Linked DNA regions of Oncorhynchus mykiss: region 2 is linked to region 1. A link is a contact called in public Hi-C data. All regions are on one chromosome and are shown on one strand. Each heading gives the region's core, a stretch centred on a gene start, on an enhancer-like site or on the middle of the called end of the contact. The rest is flanking DNA. Distances are from core to core; before and after follow the strand shown. Region 1 holds the start of ppip5k2 (inositol hexakisphosphate and diphosphoinositol-pentakisphosphate kinase 2). Region 2 holds the start of chd1 (chromodomain-helicase-DNA-binding protein 1).

Region 1 (7,562 bases), core at 3,141-5,640:
TTAATTGTCTACATAAATCTCTTCCACTTACAGTACTTAATCAACCAGATGCTTTAATGTTATGTTTTCTGTTTTTTTTGGTCCAGAAACTTTGGTTGATTACTTTTATCTGTACATTTGTGCCTTTTTAATTATGTATTTTGCCTTTCTGCAGCACCTACACTACCGTTCAAAAGTTTGGGGTCACTTAGAAAGGTCCTTGTTTTTGAAAGAAAAGCACATTTTTTGCCCATTAAAATAACATCAAATTGATCAGAAATACAGTGTAGACATTGTTAATGTTGTAAATTACTATTGTAGCTGGAAACGGCAGATTTTTTTATGGAATATCTAAGAGGCCCATTATCAGCAACCATCACTCCTGTGTTCCAATGGCACGTTGTGTTAGTTAATCCAAGTTTAGCATTTTTAAAGGCTAATTGATCATTAGAAAACCCTTTTTCAATTATGTTAGCACAGCTGAAAACTGTTGTCCTGATTAAAGAAGCAATAAAACTGTCCTTCTTTAGACTAGTTGAGTATCTGGAGCATCAGCATTTGTGGTTTTGTTTACAGGCTTAAAATGGCCAGAAACAAAGAAATTTCTTCTGAAACTTGTCAGACTATGTTCTGAGAAATGAAGGCTATTCAATTTGAGAAATTGCCAAGAAACTGAAGATTTCGTACAACACTGTGTACTACCTTCACAGAACAGCGCAAACTGGCTGCAACCAGAATAGAAAGAGGAGTATTGGGGCCCAATTGGCTAACAATTGCAAAAGGGTTTTCTAATGATCAATTAGCCTTTTAAAATGATAAACTCTGATTAGCTAACACAACATGCCATTGGAACACAGGAGTGATGGTTGCTGATAATGGGCCTCTGTACGCCTATGTAGATATTCCATAGAAAATCAGCCGTTTTCAGCTACAATAGTCATTTACAACATTAACAATTGTCTACACTGTATTTCTGATCAATTTTATGTTATTTTAATGGACAAAAAATGTGATTTTCAAAGAAATCTCTAAATGAACCCAAACTTTTGAACGGCAGTGAATATTATTACAATTGTGCCACATAATGGAAAGAGCTGCTGCTACTGTCAACTGTACTTAGGTTTCATTGTATCGCATTCAAGAGAAAGGATAAAAAAACATTATTATTATTATCATGTATCTAAAGCTGTATTTAGGAAATTTTCCAATCAGATGTAAGCTGTGTCTGATATTTATTGTGACATACTGAGGTTTTATTGCAAGAATACTATTTTCAGTAACAATGTTATTTGTGTAATAAAGTGTCTGCAAAGCATAACCTTCTCACGTCATTCACTGAGCGACAACATTAAGGGTTCCAACAATCCGGTAACTTTACCAAAATCACAAAGTTTTTCCAGATTTCCTGCTTAATTCCTTCCTAATTCTAGACAACCTGGGAATTTTGGTGGAGTTACTGGAATTTTGCAACCCGACGTACCTTGTAAAAGAGAAGGGATCAGATTCTCGCGTTGTGCTCATGGCACAGGTATTGGATTCTCTTGACACATATTGTATGTAGATCTAGAGGCAAAAGGTCATTGCACAAAATTGCGTCAGTTGTTTTCTATTTCACCAGTGCTTGTACAGTAGCTTATTGGACATGAATATTTTATGAAAACAAGCATTGCTTGCTGAGTTTAACTTATCCTTTTGGTTAAATATTTCTGATCATAATGTCAATATTCAAACTTATTCATTGAGACTGGGTTGACATTGATTGGAGTTCTTCAGATGGCTTCAGTCAGACGTTATTTTGCGGTGTGTTGGTTGAAAGGACACCTAGTGGTGAGCTGTAGAATATGTTTGGTTGGAGGGACACCTAGTGGTGAGCTGTAGAATATGTTTGGTTGGAGGGACGCCTAGTGGTGAGCTGAGCTGTAGAATATGTTTGGTTGGAGGGACACCTAGTGGTGAGCTGTAGAATATGTTTGGTTGGAGGGACACCTAGTGGTGAGCTGTAGAATGTTTGGTTGGAGGGACACCTAGTGGTGAGCTGTAGAATATGTTTGGTTGGAGGGACACCGGTGGTATTATTCACCCCTCTGAATGGCACCCATACGCAATCCATGTCTCAAGGCTTAAAAATCCTTCTTTAATCTGTCTCCTCCCCTTCATCTACACTGATCGAAGTGGATTTAACAAGTGACATCAATAAGGTATCATAGCTTTCACCTGGATTCACCTGGTCAGTCTATGTCATGGAAAGAGAAGGTGTTCTTAATTTTTTGTATACTCAGTGTGAACAGAACAATGAAAGTTTAGGGTTGTTTTTCAGAAATTTCGGTTGGACAATACTTGGAGCCAACCAGGGTTTTTGGAAAACCTGGGAATTTTCAGAAAGTTATTGGATATTCCTGATGGGCAGTAAAGGATTTTCTGATCACCTGATAGGCAGTAAAGTATTTTCTGATCACCTGATAGGCAGTAAAGTATTTTCTGATCACCTGATAGGCAGTAAAGTATTTTCTGATCACCTGATAGGCAGGAAGAGATTTTCTGATCACCTGATAGGCATCCAGATCAGCACATATGAAGAAAATTAGGTGAGTAGAGGAAGTCACCATTGAGACGCATCCATTGACCTCAGTCATATGTTCTGGAGAAATTATAGAATTTGTAGTTCAATCTTTTTTTTGCTATTCTCAACTACGATGATCTGTGATTATACAGTGTGTTGTAAAACGAGTTGTGAATTCATTATGTTTAATGATTGACCATCCCAAAGCAAGGGCAAACAATATGTGTTGCTCTCTTACGCTCTCTTATTTGACCCTCTTAGAGCTAAGCTACACAAGGTCAAGAAGACAGTCTGGCACCCTATTCCCTATGGTGATCTTCTTATGTCTTGGGCCCATAGGTCTCTTGTCAAAGTAGTGCACAATGGCTGCGTTTACACAGGCAGAAGAATTCAGATATTTTCTTTTTCACTAATTGGTCTTTTGACCAATCAGAACATCTCTAAAAAAGATCTGATGTTAAACAAAATCTGATGTGATTGGTCAAAAGACCAATTTGTGCAACAGTAAAACATCTGAATTGGGCTGCAGTTGTAAACGCAGACAAAGTTGGAAATCAACATAGCCACAGTAATTGAAACTCTTTACCCGCTAATTCAATGGGTACTGGTAATTCCCTGAACATTGATAAATGTCCAGAAACCGTAGGACATGATCAGAGAACAGATAGGACATTTTCAGAAACCAGATAGACATTTTAAAGGACTCTAGGGCTGCAAAAAAAAGAGGAAGGGAAGCTCTGCTAAAGTCCACAACAGTAAGTTTTGCATTCTGGGAAATGTAGTATTTTCCCCATATTGAACATTTTTATTTTAATATTAACTAAATATAATAACTTTGAATATTCACATACAGGTTTTGTTTTCCTTGATCATTTATTTTAAGAATTTGTCCTCTAAATCAATTTCAACAATATTTGATATGCATGTATATAACAACATGTTTGATGTTTTATGTACAGGATGTATATTTGTACAGACCACACCTAATGTGGAACAGAAAAAGGCATCGAATTAAATTAAAATTCGAATTGCAATTCTGTTTCATTTTCACTACTTCAATTCAAATTAAATTAAAATGCAAGACTTGAATTGGAATTTATGAGGCATTCTCAATTCCGTTGTGAATCGAGCCCAACCTTGTGTTAGAAGAAGAAGAAACCTTTATTGTCCATGATCTGTCAGAAAGTGGGAACATTATTTTCCTTTTTGACCCAACCCCCAAAACACACACACACACACACACAAAACACACACACACACACACACACACACACACACACACACACAACTGAGGGGTTTGGAAGCTCATTGTCAGCAACAGTGTGGCTCCCCGGCATAGAGTGCGTTTAGACAGGCAACCCACACCAGATTGGATTGGCCAAAATACCAATTAGTGAAAAAAAATAACAGAAGTAGGCTGCCTGCCTAACACAGCCATGTAGAACAGTTAGGGGTGCCTTGCTCAAGGGCACAACGGCAAGGGCACAATAGCCCGGCTATTGTGAAAGATTTGAGCTTTAGACGGTGGAATCAATACTTTCACCAAAGCAGTTCCTGTATACTCTGCTTCTTGTTTTTCAAGTTTGATTCTACCCATACTTGTGTTTTTGAGGCTTTGTAGGAATTATGTCTCTTTTCCCGCCCCTTAGTGACGACATACAAATTACGTTTTTTGGTTATTGGGGTGTATTCATTACGACAATTGTGTTGGAAAACGTTTCTTAAACGGAAACACACTGAACGAAATGGGGGCGGGACCTACCTGAATTAGTCCAATAGAAACTCTCGTTTTGCTCTGTTTGCTTACTTTTGGTTCTTAAACGGTAAACGGTTTCCGTAATGAATTAGCCACCACGGAGTGGAGTTTTGTCCGCTAGTAATGAATACGCCCCTGGTATTTTGAGATTTTTAATGATAGCTGTGATAGCGCAAGATGAAAATCCCCATGCATAATTGGTAGAGTAAAACTGCAAAACACACTTGGAATAAGGTAGATAAATCAGCATCCCTGCTAGTAACAGTGTCGGGACAATGTTGGCTGCAAACTAGCAACAACATTTTTTTCATTGCACACACATTCAGCAAGGTGTACTACTGTGTAGTTGGCAAGCTAGCTAGCTAAGCTGTCCGTGTTGTCAGAAGCCAAGCAGGACTAACTTACTTTGAAGGCATACAGACTCGACTAAGGGCGTTTCATATTAGATAAGGTAAGAGACGTTTAAAAAAAATTGTTTTAACGTTAAGTAAAAAAAAACAACAACACATTGTACATTTAAGTTCACTAAGCTTAACATAAAAAGGGGAGGCAATCGTGCCTGGCCAATGTTAACAAGTCGCTAGACATTTGTCAGGAAGTACAAGCTAACTGTGCTAGGTAGCTAACGCCGTTAGCCATGGACTAGGCTAAGAGCGAGGTGATGTTGTACCTGTCTGGATGGAGGAAGACCGATGAGTCATTCAGTCATTTTATCGGATGAAACGCTTTTTGAATTCCCCATTCAACTGAAAAAATGCTAGCTAGCTAACCCTAAGAAGATTTAGATAAGCATGTCATCCAACCCCAACGTTGATGTGATTTAGAACTATAAACGTCCTTTTCCGTTGCCCGAGTGAATGTTGATTGTAACGTCGTTAATAATTATTTCACTGTCTGTGTCAGCTTGTTATCATTTACATGGTGTAGAAGCTAGTTTACTAATGGCAAGTATCAGACCCAATGTTACTATTTCTATTCACATACTAATAATCCTGATCAGAATACGTTTCCAGGACACAGTCAGAGAACTGGTTCACTATCAGAAGACTATTCAATACATACATACATCTTCCTTGAACCCCATTGCAGTCTAGCCTAGTATATGTGTGTGTGTGTGTGTGTGGTCCACACAGAAAGGAAAAAAACATCAATCAGTAGCTACAATCCAACCTGGAGACCTTGCCCTTGCATTTCAAGGTTGGACTTGTTTTGGATTGGGCATCATCTGACTATCCTGGGCTGATTGTAGCATCCTGGTCGTGCTGTGACTGACATTTTGTTCCCATGACAGATGTCCAGTCTGAGGGTGATGGAAGGTTGCATGGTGGTGTGTGTGCGTGCCCAGGCAGATAAACAGTGTGTCACAAATAGCCCTATACACTACTTCTGACCAAAGCCCGATGACGAGGTGAAGTAGTCACTGACATTTGCGTGTGATACTGTTATTTTATTATTGCTCTTTTTAAATCATTTTTTCCCCACTTTTTTTTTTTGTAAATACTTTAACACTTATTTTTCCTTTACTTGCATTGTTGGTTAAGGTCTTGTAAGTAAGCGTTTCACTGTAAGGTCTACTACACCTGTTGTATTCCGCGCATGTGACAAATACAATTGGATTTGATGTCAGCGAAACGGTGTGGTCTTATCTCTGTCAAGCAAAAGAGGGAGAATGCTGCTGAATGCATATTTTCAGCAAAATGCTCTATATTTGAGCTTTCTAGCCTGTGTTCATTTGTGTTGAAAGTCACTGATAAAATGTAAGTCCTTTCTAGATGACAGCTCAGAGTAGGCTACTTCCTAGTCAGGTGAAAGGATATCAGCTAGGCCTAATATCGATGTGGAAACATTCGGAAGAAAAAACAGATATAATTGGTTGATGGTGCTAGAACAACATAATACACATTACTGTTATTGAACAAGGCTATTTTTGGCTAGTGTTCAACCTTTGGAAAGTGTGTCCATACTCTTCTGTTATAAATCTTACATGGGTCCTTTCTCTTCAGGTGAGTGGCCACTTCCACATTAATCCTGGTTCACTTGTGTCCCAGTTCAGCTGTAGGCCTATGCAATTCACTAGGTTGTCTTTCTATGCTATTGGCTGTATTCAAATAAAATCAAATGTTATTGGTCACATACACATATTTAGCAGATGTTATTGCGGTTGTTGCGAAATGCTTGTGGTGCTAGCTCCAACAGTGCAGTAATATCTAACAATTCACAACAATACACACATCTAAATAAAAAAGAAATGGAATTAAGGAATATCTACATATTAGGATGAGCAATGTCTGAGTGGCATTGAATAAAATACAGTAGAATACAGTGTATAAATATGAAATGAGTAAAACCGATTGGAAACATTATTCAGGGTAAAATGAGCGTGCACACAGTGTCTGTTGCACCCGTTCATAGTTGGCTACCTTTTAGTTCTTCAAAAGAGCAGATCTTGAAAGGGCATAGTTTTCCCAGAGCTGTCAACAGCCTGGAATATTTATGGTGGTTGAATTGGCTCAGTTCTTGTGGGCATTTGTAGAGCTACAACGACTCCAGGTGTATTTCACTCCAGAAATCCATTAGTTTTTTTTCATGAGGAATATAAAAATAAATAAAAGGCCTATGGCATGAATAGTTAGGATGATAATGTATTATACAGACAATTCTGCTGCTAACACAGATCTAGCTCTAGTGTCATTTAATTCAAGCTCCTTTTCCCTTGCCCTCTTCATCTCCCTCTCAATGTCTCTTCACTGAATTAGGTCTATTCATTTGTGCCATTCTGTCAGACAATGCCCTCCATTTTATTTTTACTTCAGTGGCATTCCTCCCTAGCCTTCCTCTCTGCTCGCTCAGACATGAGGATTACCCGGTTATAGCCGATAAGTACCCAGTGAAAAACTTCCAAAGTGTATCTCATCCTGCACCGTTAAAGGGAGGTTGTTAGGACAGCACACGTAACGGTCTGACCTTCCCTGTAATCTGGGTTTCACGTTCACTGTCTCTGCAATGACGTGACCCTGTTTGATAGTCCGCTCTGCTTCTTAATCAGCGGGAACAGGGAGGACAGCCGTGTGCGTCATGTTTAATTGCCGTCTTCCACTGTGTGTGTGTGTGTGTGTGTGTGTGTGTGTGTGTGCTGTATTGTCCATCCTCCACATGTGTTATATTGTGAGCACAAGTTAAAATATCCTTATTGGCCTCCAAACATTTGGGGCCTTTGTGATAATTTATTTTGTGGTGGACAAATAAAGCACATACATGTTTGTGTTT
Region 2 (7,562 bases), core at 2,401-4,900, 240 kb before region 1:
TTGGACGTACTGCCAAATTCTCTAAAACATTGGAAGCGGCTTATGGTAGAGAAATTAACGTTAAAATTATCTGGCAACAGCTCTGGTGGACATTCTTGCAGTCACCATGCCAATTGCACGCTCCCTCAAAACTTGAGACATCTGCAGCATTGTGTTGTGGCAAAACTGCTCATTTTAGAATGGCCTCGTCCCCAGCACAAGGAGCACCTGTGTAATGATCAAGCTGTTTAAATAGCTTCTTGATATGCCACGCCTGTCAGGTGGATGGATAATCTTGGCAAAGGAGAAATTCTCACTAACAGGGATGTAAACTAATTTGTGCACAACATTTGAGAGAAATAATATTTCTGAGCGTATGGAACATTTCTGGGACCTTTTTTTTCAGCTCATGAAAAATGGGACCAACACTTTACATGTTGCGTTTATTTTTGTTCAGTAGTATATATAAATCCTATCAAATATTTCTTCATTACTTTGGCTTTAGTGACTGCGTTGTGCAGTAAAACTCATCAAACATCAGGGTGTGAGATATCACAACAAAACAGAAAAACATTCATTAGAAGACAGTGGTAGCCAATGGATTGACACTGACGATGTGAAACAAGAAAAGCATGACGACTCAAAAGCTATGTCATAAGGAAGCATGTTGTTTTACGTCACACACACAAACTGTTTGCTGTTGTATTTGTGCTTTTGCCAATGTCTTATCTGTGTTATCCGATTTGTCTTGCATTGTTTTTAACCCAGCCCCCTCCCCACAGGAGGCATTTGCCCTCATTATAAATAAGAAATTGTTCTTAATTGACTTGCCTGGTCAAACAATGGTTAAATTTCAAATGTAATATAGTGCCAGCATTAAAAATGACAAACACAACTATGGTTTGCCAACTTCCAGGTATTATCTATAAGCACATAGTGGTCTCATTTTATGTTCATTTCAACAAGGATACGAAACAACTTGCTTATTCACTTGGAGCATCCAGTAGAGTGATTGTTTTGTCGCTAACTTGTCATCAACATATCGGCTAGTCCACACACACACACACCTTTGCATCCAGTATATATACAGAACAAAAATATAAAACGCAACATGTAGTGTTGCTCCCATGTTTCGTGAGCTGAAATAAAAGATCCTATGCCCTCCCAGGCCCACCCATGGCTGCGCCCGTGCCCAGTCATGCGAAATCTATAGAATGGAACCTAATTTCTTGATTTCCTTATTTGAACTGTAACTGTTGTGTTATATATATATATATATAATAAAAGCGTAAACACATAATCATCAATTAGCAAGCTCCAATGTAAAAGTTTGTCCTCAATGAAGATCAAACAAGGGATGTTCTCTATTCTATAGGAACCAAACAGAAGCAAGCGGGCTGAAATGGGACTGGGACTCGGATCTACCTGAACGTGTCCAATAAGAAACTTTTGTTTCCATTGCAAATTGTTTAGCTATGGTTTGCACTAATGAATACACCCTGGACCAGTTGGTGGTCACATCACTGTCATATTCCCCAAACAGATGGAGACACATTACCTTGACTCTCCACTGCTGTTGCTCACACCCTCATCTTCACTTCTTCCAGCCATCTCTTAGAGTCCCAGATATATGAGCTTCTGAGAAAATGTTATAATCCAAGCTGCCCTGGTTTACGTGTTGGATGCAGTTCACCTGTAAAATCAAAAGCCACAAAAATAAAAAATAAAATACAATTTTGAATTATGTACATTCAGTGTATTTAAACGAGATAGGCATTTTGTCAATAGTCTAACTTTTAATAGCTGCATGTGTTTTAGGTTCACAACCGTGACTGTTCTAGATTCATAACCTTGTACAAACTGAGAAACAAGTAATTTGCTAAACAAACACATTCATTGTTTTATCCTTATATTAATATAAACGTTACCTGATTATGGTTTGACTGCTTCCTAGTGTTTGCCCTGCACTGCTTCCCATGTAAGATAGCTACAAGAAAACAGTATTCTATAAACCCGGTGTGTTGTTTATAGCCATCTAGCTATTCTAAACTTGTTTAGCCTTATATGACGTTAGCTAGTTAGTAGCTAGCTACATTGAACTATAGAGCAAATTAGCTAACACACAAAGCCTGCTGGTTTGTTTTCATCCCTGTCACATTACGTCTGAATGCAAACGATAGCGGTAAGTTACCAAGCCAGCGCTTTTCCGACCGCACAGGCCTGTTGTGAGGCCTGCACAGCATGTGAGTTTCGCGCACTGTCCTGGACAATGCGCCGCACTCCAGATCTCTTTCGCAGGAGGCCCGAAGCAAGATAGTACCACGCCTACAGTATTCTTCTCTCGCATACATCGACAAAACAGAGTTGCGCAGCAAGCCAGAAAACTAGCAATGGCAAACCAAGCTCTGGCTGTGTGCAGAAGACAGATTTATTTCTGAGATGTTTAGCATTAAACGCATCATTTCAGCTGCTAGCTTTTGGCGGAATTACACTGATGCTAACTGCCCAGCTATAAACTAATATATAGCAATCCGTCTATAAGCGTACTACATTTAAATCCACATTTTTTCCTCTAGCTCTGAAAAGTTGTTTGCTAACCTAGCTAGTTGCTAGCTGATGTTCTAGCTAAACAGTAAACTGAACTCAAGACCATTAACTAGCTAGCACACTGGCCTTGAAAGAGGAAAAAGCAACTAACCTTAAGCCACGTGAAACAATATTTAGCTAACAATAGTAAGTTATGGACGTTTAACAAAATATTTTCCACTTGTGGCAATTATTTACCCAGTTATCCTTTATTTTTTCATATGTGGACATCTGAATGACCTAGTTAGCTTACTAGCTAGCTTAACAGTCACATTTTAGCAAACAAACTAGCTAGGTACTGTAGCTTAGCTGACAAGTTAGCTAATCTAACAAACCAGGTCATGGGGAAAGTGTTAGGTAGGTTTACTACATAAAACTTGTAGCCAATTGTGATTGTACCATTGTTTCTAACAGTGCTCTAATCAATATATGCAAATTCCCATGACCTCAAACACATTCACATACTCATCACGTTTTATAATCACCCTTTTCCCGCACTCCTAAGCTAGCTCCCTCGTTGCTAATAGCTAACAAGAGTGTTTATCAGGTCGCTTACTTCCCAAAAAAATATAGCTAGGTGACAGGCTCCTTGCTTACTATGGAGTTATTTAACTAAACTAAGCAATAACACCATATAAACGCAAAAAAAAATCAATCGGGGTTTGTTTAGTATTTTAGGCTACCTTGAAGCTACGGCGAACTGCCAGTCTGATTCTGCCGTCCGACTTCAGTGGTCCTTTTTTCTTATTTTCTTTGGCTAGCGAACTAGCAGCTAAAGACAGCTAGCTAGCTCCCGGGCCGGGGTGAGCAGCCCCAACGGATCTTACTAGAATTCGAGCCAAGTTTCTTGATTTCTTCCTCCAGAAGTGTAAAAATATGTTTCACTTTTAATTTTCCGTTTTGAATTCGAAACAATATATGATTTAATTGACAGCGATTGTAGATAACATTTCAGCTGCGGGTCCTACTACAGCCGGTCTCCGCCATGACGCCGTCGAGTTCACTCTGTAACATTAGCGATGTTGAGTGTGGAAACCCCGGGTAGTGACGTAACGAAGATGTTTTTTGCAGTCTCTTACAACTGCAAACTACAACAGACGAAAGGTGATGGTAGTCGTCGACCTATTATGTGAAATATAGTTGTAATTATAAAATAGGTAGCTAGTAGTCCACGTGAGAATTAAATAGCATTTGGTTGAGTGCTGGTTATTTTGACACCCTTCACTGCAATGCTTGCTTCGACCAATCATTAACCTGCTTCAAATAATTGAATCCCAATTTATCTATTTGGACAAATACTTAAAATTACCCTCTACATCTCTTATAATGGTCCTCATCACCACATGTTTTATGTAGATGATGTAACTGTTTCTAGAACTCCCTCTGCCAGAGGATAAATATATTATTTGGTAAATCAAGCCTCCTGAATCTCAATAAAAATGACAAATGCAAACTAACAATTTGTCAGCACAAAGTAAAAATTTCTATATATTGAATGGTTATGGAATTTAAATGAGTGCCGATTTCAACAGGTTATGGTCAGGGATATCTAGCAGAGTAACATGAGATAGGTGGTAAAAATTCAACTGTGGTGGTTATTAGGGGGGGGGGGGGGGGGGGGGGGTTGCCAGGGACCTCACGTTACGATATTATCACGATACTTCGGTGCAGATACGATATGTTTTGTGATTCTCACGATTCTATATGTATTGCGATTCAATACAGTGATTTTATTGCGATTCCATGGTCCAAACATATTGCTCACCATGTCAGCTGCAGAGGGACAAAAGAGTGCCATGATAAAACAAGTTTTGATCAGTCATGGAAATAAAAGTGCTGAAAACAAATTGACTCCCTATTTAAAAAGAAGATGGAGAACAAGCTATGAAGGAAAAATACTGGAGTTTTGGTCTAGGTACCAACTAGTGCAAAATGAGTCTTGGGATATTGTCAAAGCGATTACGATATATCGTCAAAAATAATATCACGATATGTAACTGTATTGAACCCCCCTCCCATCACTAGTGGTAATACAACTGGTGTGCTTCTATACGGACCTAAAGGACTAAAAGGCTAGGCCCAATGGCTGTCAAACCTAATTTAGGTCTGGCGGTAACTAAAACGATAGAGGAAAATTAACGAACAAAGATGATCAGCACAACTGTGGGGCATATTATCTTGGGGCCTCCATCCACTATTGTTATTCAGACAACAGGTCACGTGACATGACCTAGATTTCTTAGTGCTCCCTCAGCTCCCCTTTAGTTGGATGTCTGTAGCGGCTTTTGTGTATTGCCCTCTGGGGGAATCTTTAGAAAGTCCATTTAGTTTTGAATTACTTTCATGTTCTAGTCATCAATATGGAGTAACAGGTAGGTCTGGTACTTTTGGGGAATTGCTAATACATTCACTGAACTTTGGCATTGACTAGAGTTTCCATATTTGAAGTGTACACAGATGTAGGTTGATTGAACCAGGGAGTTAAGCCCCACACACAAAGCAGCACAGTGCTACAATGGCCTCCAAGACATTAAGTTGAGTTTTAATGCTACATTTTGGTAATGCAAATACATCAACATGAAGCTAATGCTTTTATGAATAAAGCAGTTCTCTTTTCAAAGGGAAGTATGCAGAGATGTTGTTGAATTTCCAAAACTGTCTACTTAGGTTTCTGAACACAGTACCTTTAACACATTTGGGTGATAAAATACCATAAACATATATTCACTTGACCAGTGGTAGCCAGCCATATGTTCAATTATTATTTTACGCTAGAAGAAGCTACAAATTCTTATTACTGTGTAATCATTATGTAATCAAAACAAAAAGTAGACAGTAAACATTAATGACTGAACAGACGCATTATTGCAATGAAAAAACTGTATAATTTTAGATTTGGAGGATACATACGTAACACAGAGAACATCAAAGTAAAACAAAAAAAAACAACATTAAAAATACTCATATTATACTTTCTGCGTGTAAGTAAAAATCCAAAAAACGTTTTTATTTTCGTATCTGAAGAGACCTGTGAGAAACAAAAATAATAAATGACGTTAATTAAGACTGAAATATAAACCAGCATCTGGAAGCACTGTAACAAGTCAGTTGGTCATGTTCACATACCGGTGTCTATTAGGGTCTCCATTTCAAACACTACTGTCAAAGGCCTTAAATTTCAGTTTGAGCTGCGTCCCCTCCTTTGGAATCCCGCCTTTGCGTTGTCGTGTCCCAAGCCGATGCCTCTCAATCTGCACTTCCAAACCGTGTGTGATTACGAGGGCCAGCCAGAAGGGGTCTCCCATGACCCTGCATATCACTCCGTACCACTCCAGTACACTCAGCTCCAAGCCCAGTGCCTGCATCTGCCTCTGGAGCAGGCAAGTGACCACCAACAGAATCACGTCGTACAGCGTCAGCCAGACTGCAAAGCCCAGGATGCCCACATGCTGGTGGGCCCAAACTGCTCCGAGCATGCACAGGGTCAGCAGTAGGGTGATGCCACCCAGGATAAGCAGAGAGTAGTAGTAACCAAAGCACACCTGGGGCAGAAGCTGGGAGCCTGTGGTGTTGTTTGTGCTTTCCTTGGCTGTGCGCAGATGGCCAAACTCAAAGACCATTTGCATGACGCCCACCATCAAAAAATAGAGTCCTCCTACTATGGAGCCCTGGTAAGGGGTCATGCCACACAGGCCTGAAGACAGAAGTAGCTTCATGGTGACAATCACAGTCCAATGGGACAGAGGAGAGTGAGATGGAGAGAATAGATGAAAACAAGGAGACAGATGGTGAAAGGGTAAAGGAGTTGTAGTGGTTGAGAGGCAGAATTGGAAAATAAATATTTAAAAACACAGCGGCGAAGAGTCAGTCAGATTTGTTATCATTCCATCACAATGTCTCACTGAAAGAGGTCAGAACTCTTCTCGCTTAATATTCACAGTGGACGGCTGAGACTATGCAGAACAATCTGTTCACTCCTGGAAGAGAGGGAAATCCACAACAGCACCTGAAGGGAAGAATCAGAAGACTGCATTATGTTTGAAAACAAAATATTGGAGACTGGTATGATAATAGATTATTATTGCAATAAAACTGATCTCACACTGACACCAAACATAGGACAGGTAACAGTAGCTACTGTAGCTACAGGATAAAACTGTAATTGAAAACTGCTGGGAGAGAAATCAGCTGTCATGAGGATGACTGTGTTTAAGAAAGGCCTGTCTGTTATTAAATTGAAAACGGTCTGTAATGTTATCTTGCTATCTGATAACACATAGAGACCAATATTTTATCCAACTGTATAAAAATATGTGATGAATGTGTCAACGTCAACAGAAAAAAAACTAAAAATCACAAACAGCCCAGGCCCAGCTAACGTTAACTACAGTAACATTAGCTAATTTAACGTTAATAATAAGTTCGTTTCTAATGTTACATCAGTCGATATATATACACTGCTTTCTAACAAAGGTGACGCGAAAATATATATATTTTTCACAACCATAAATATTAGCTGTGTGGCTCGACTCACTTGCTGGCGGGACATTTGTTGGAATTGGGCACTTTGTATTCACACCTTCTTGTTATTTTTTCACACTAAAAAATTGCTAGTTAGTAGAGCAATTAACAGGTTCATCCGTTGGCGTTGCGGTCCAGGTGATGAGCGCGAGGCCAGCAACCGTTGAAACCCCCTAGTGAAGCCGCGCGCGCACGACAAATAAATAAATACAACATATTGCAATTCTTTATCATGGTCTCATGAGCTGAGCAAAAATAAATAAATACAACATATTACAATTCTTTGTCTTGGCCTCACAGCCTCATGAGCTGAGCAAAAATACATTAATACATTAAAAATTAATACAACATATTACAACTCTTTCTCCGCTTGAGCCATAATAAATACAATATATACATTTAAAAAATCCCCATCAAAATCTGTCTGTAAAATATATTTTTCTGCATGCGTCTCAATCCACCATTGAGAGCACAAC

Evidence for each region. A called contact is a pair of places that touch in the nucleus more often than the background predicts.
Region 2: a contact with region 1 is called in a Hi-C map of liver, with 5 times the contacts expected there. The contact joins the promoter of chd1 here to the promoter of ppip5k2 in region 1. A contact is called at or near these places in 2 of 3 Hi-C or Micro-C datasets (blood and liver).

The regions. Positions count from the first base shown.
Region 1 is chr5:9,447,030-9,454,591 of USDA_OmykA_1.1, reverse strand. ppip5k2 (inositol hexakisphosphate and diphosphoinositol-pentakisphosphate kinase 2) reads left to right here and starts at 4,390. Exons shown (of 31, transcript XM_021601599.2): 1 at 4,390-4,746. pam (peptidyl-glycine alpha-amidating monooxygenase B) reads left to right here. Exons shown (of 26, transcript XM_036976720.1): 26 at 1-131.
Region 2 is chr5:9,690,136-9,697,697 of USDA_OmykA_1.1, reverse strand. It overlaps chd1 (chromodomain-helicase-DNA-binding protein 1), which reads right to left and starts at 3,650. Exons shown (of 37, transcript XM_036976723.1): 1 at 3,249-3,650; 2 at 1,538-1,672. The coding sequence starts at 1,590. LOC110522837 (transmembrane protein 217) reads right to left here and starts at 7,189. Exons shown (of 2, transcript XM_021601309.2): 1 at 7,100-7,189; 2 at 5,702-6,571. The coding sequence starts at 6,281. The coding sequence ends at 5,715.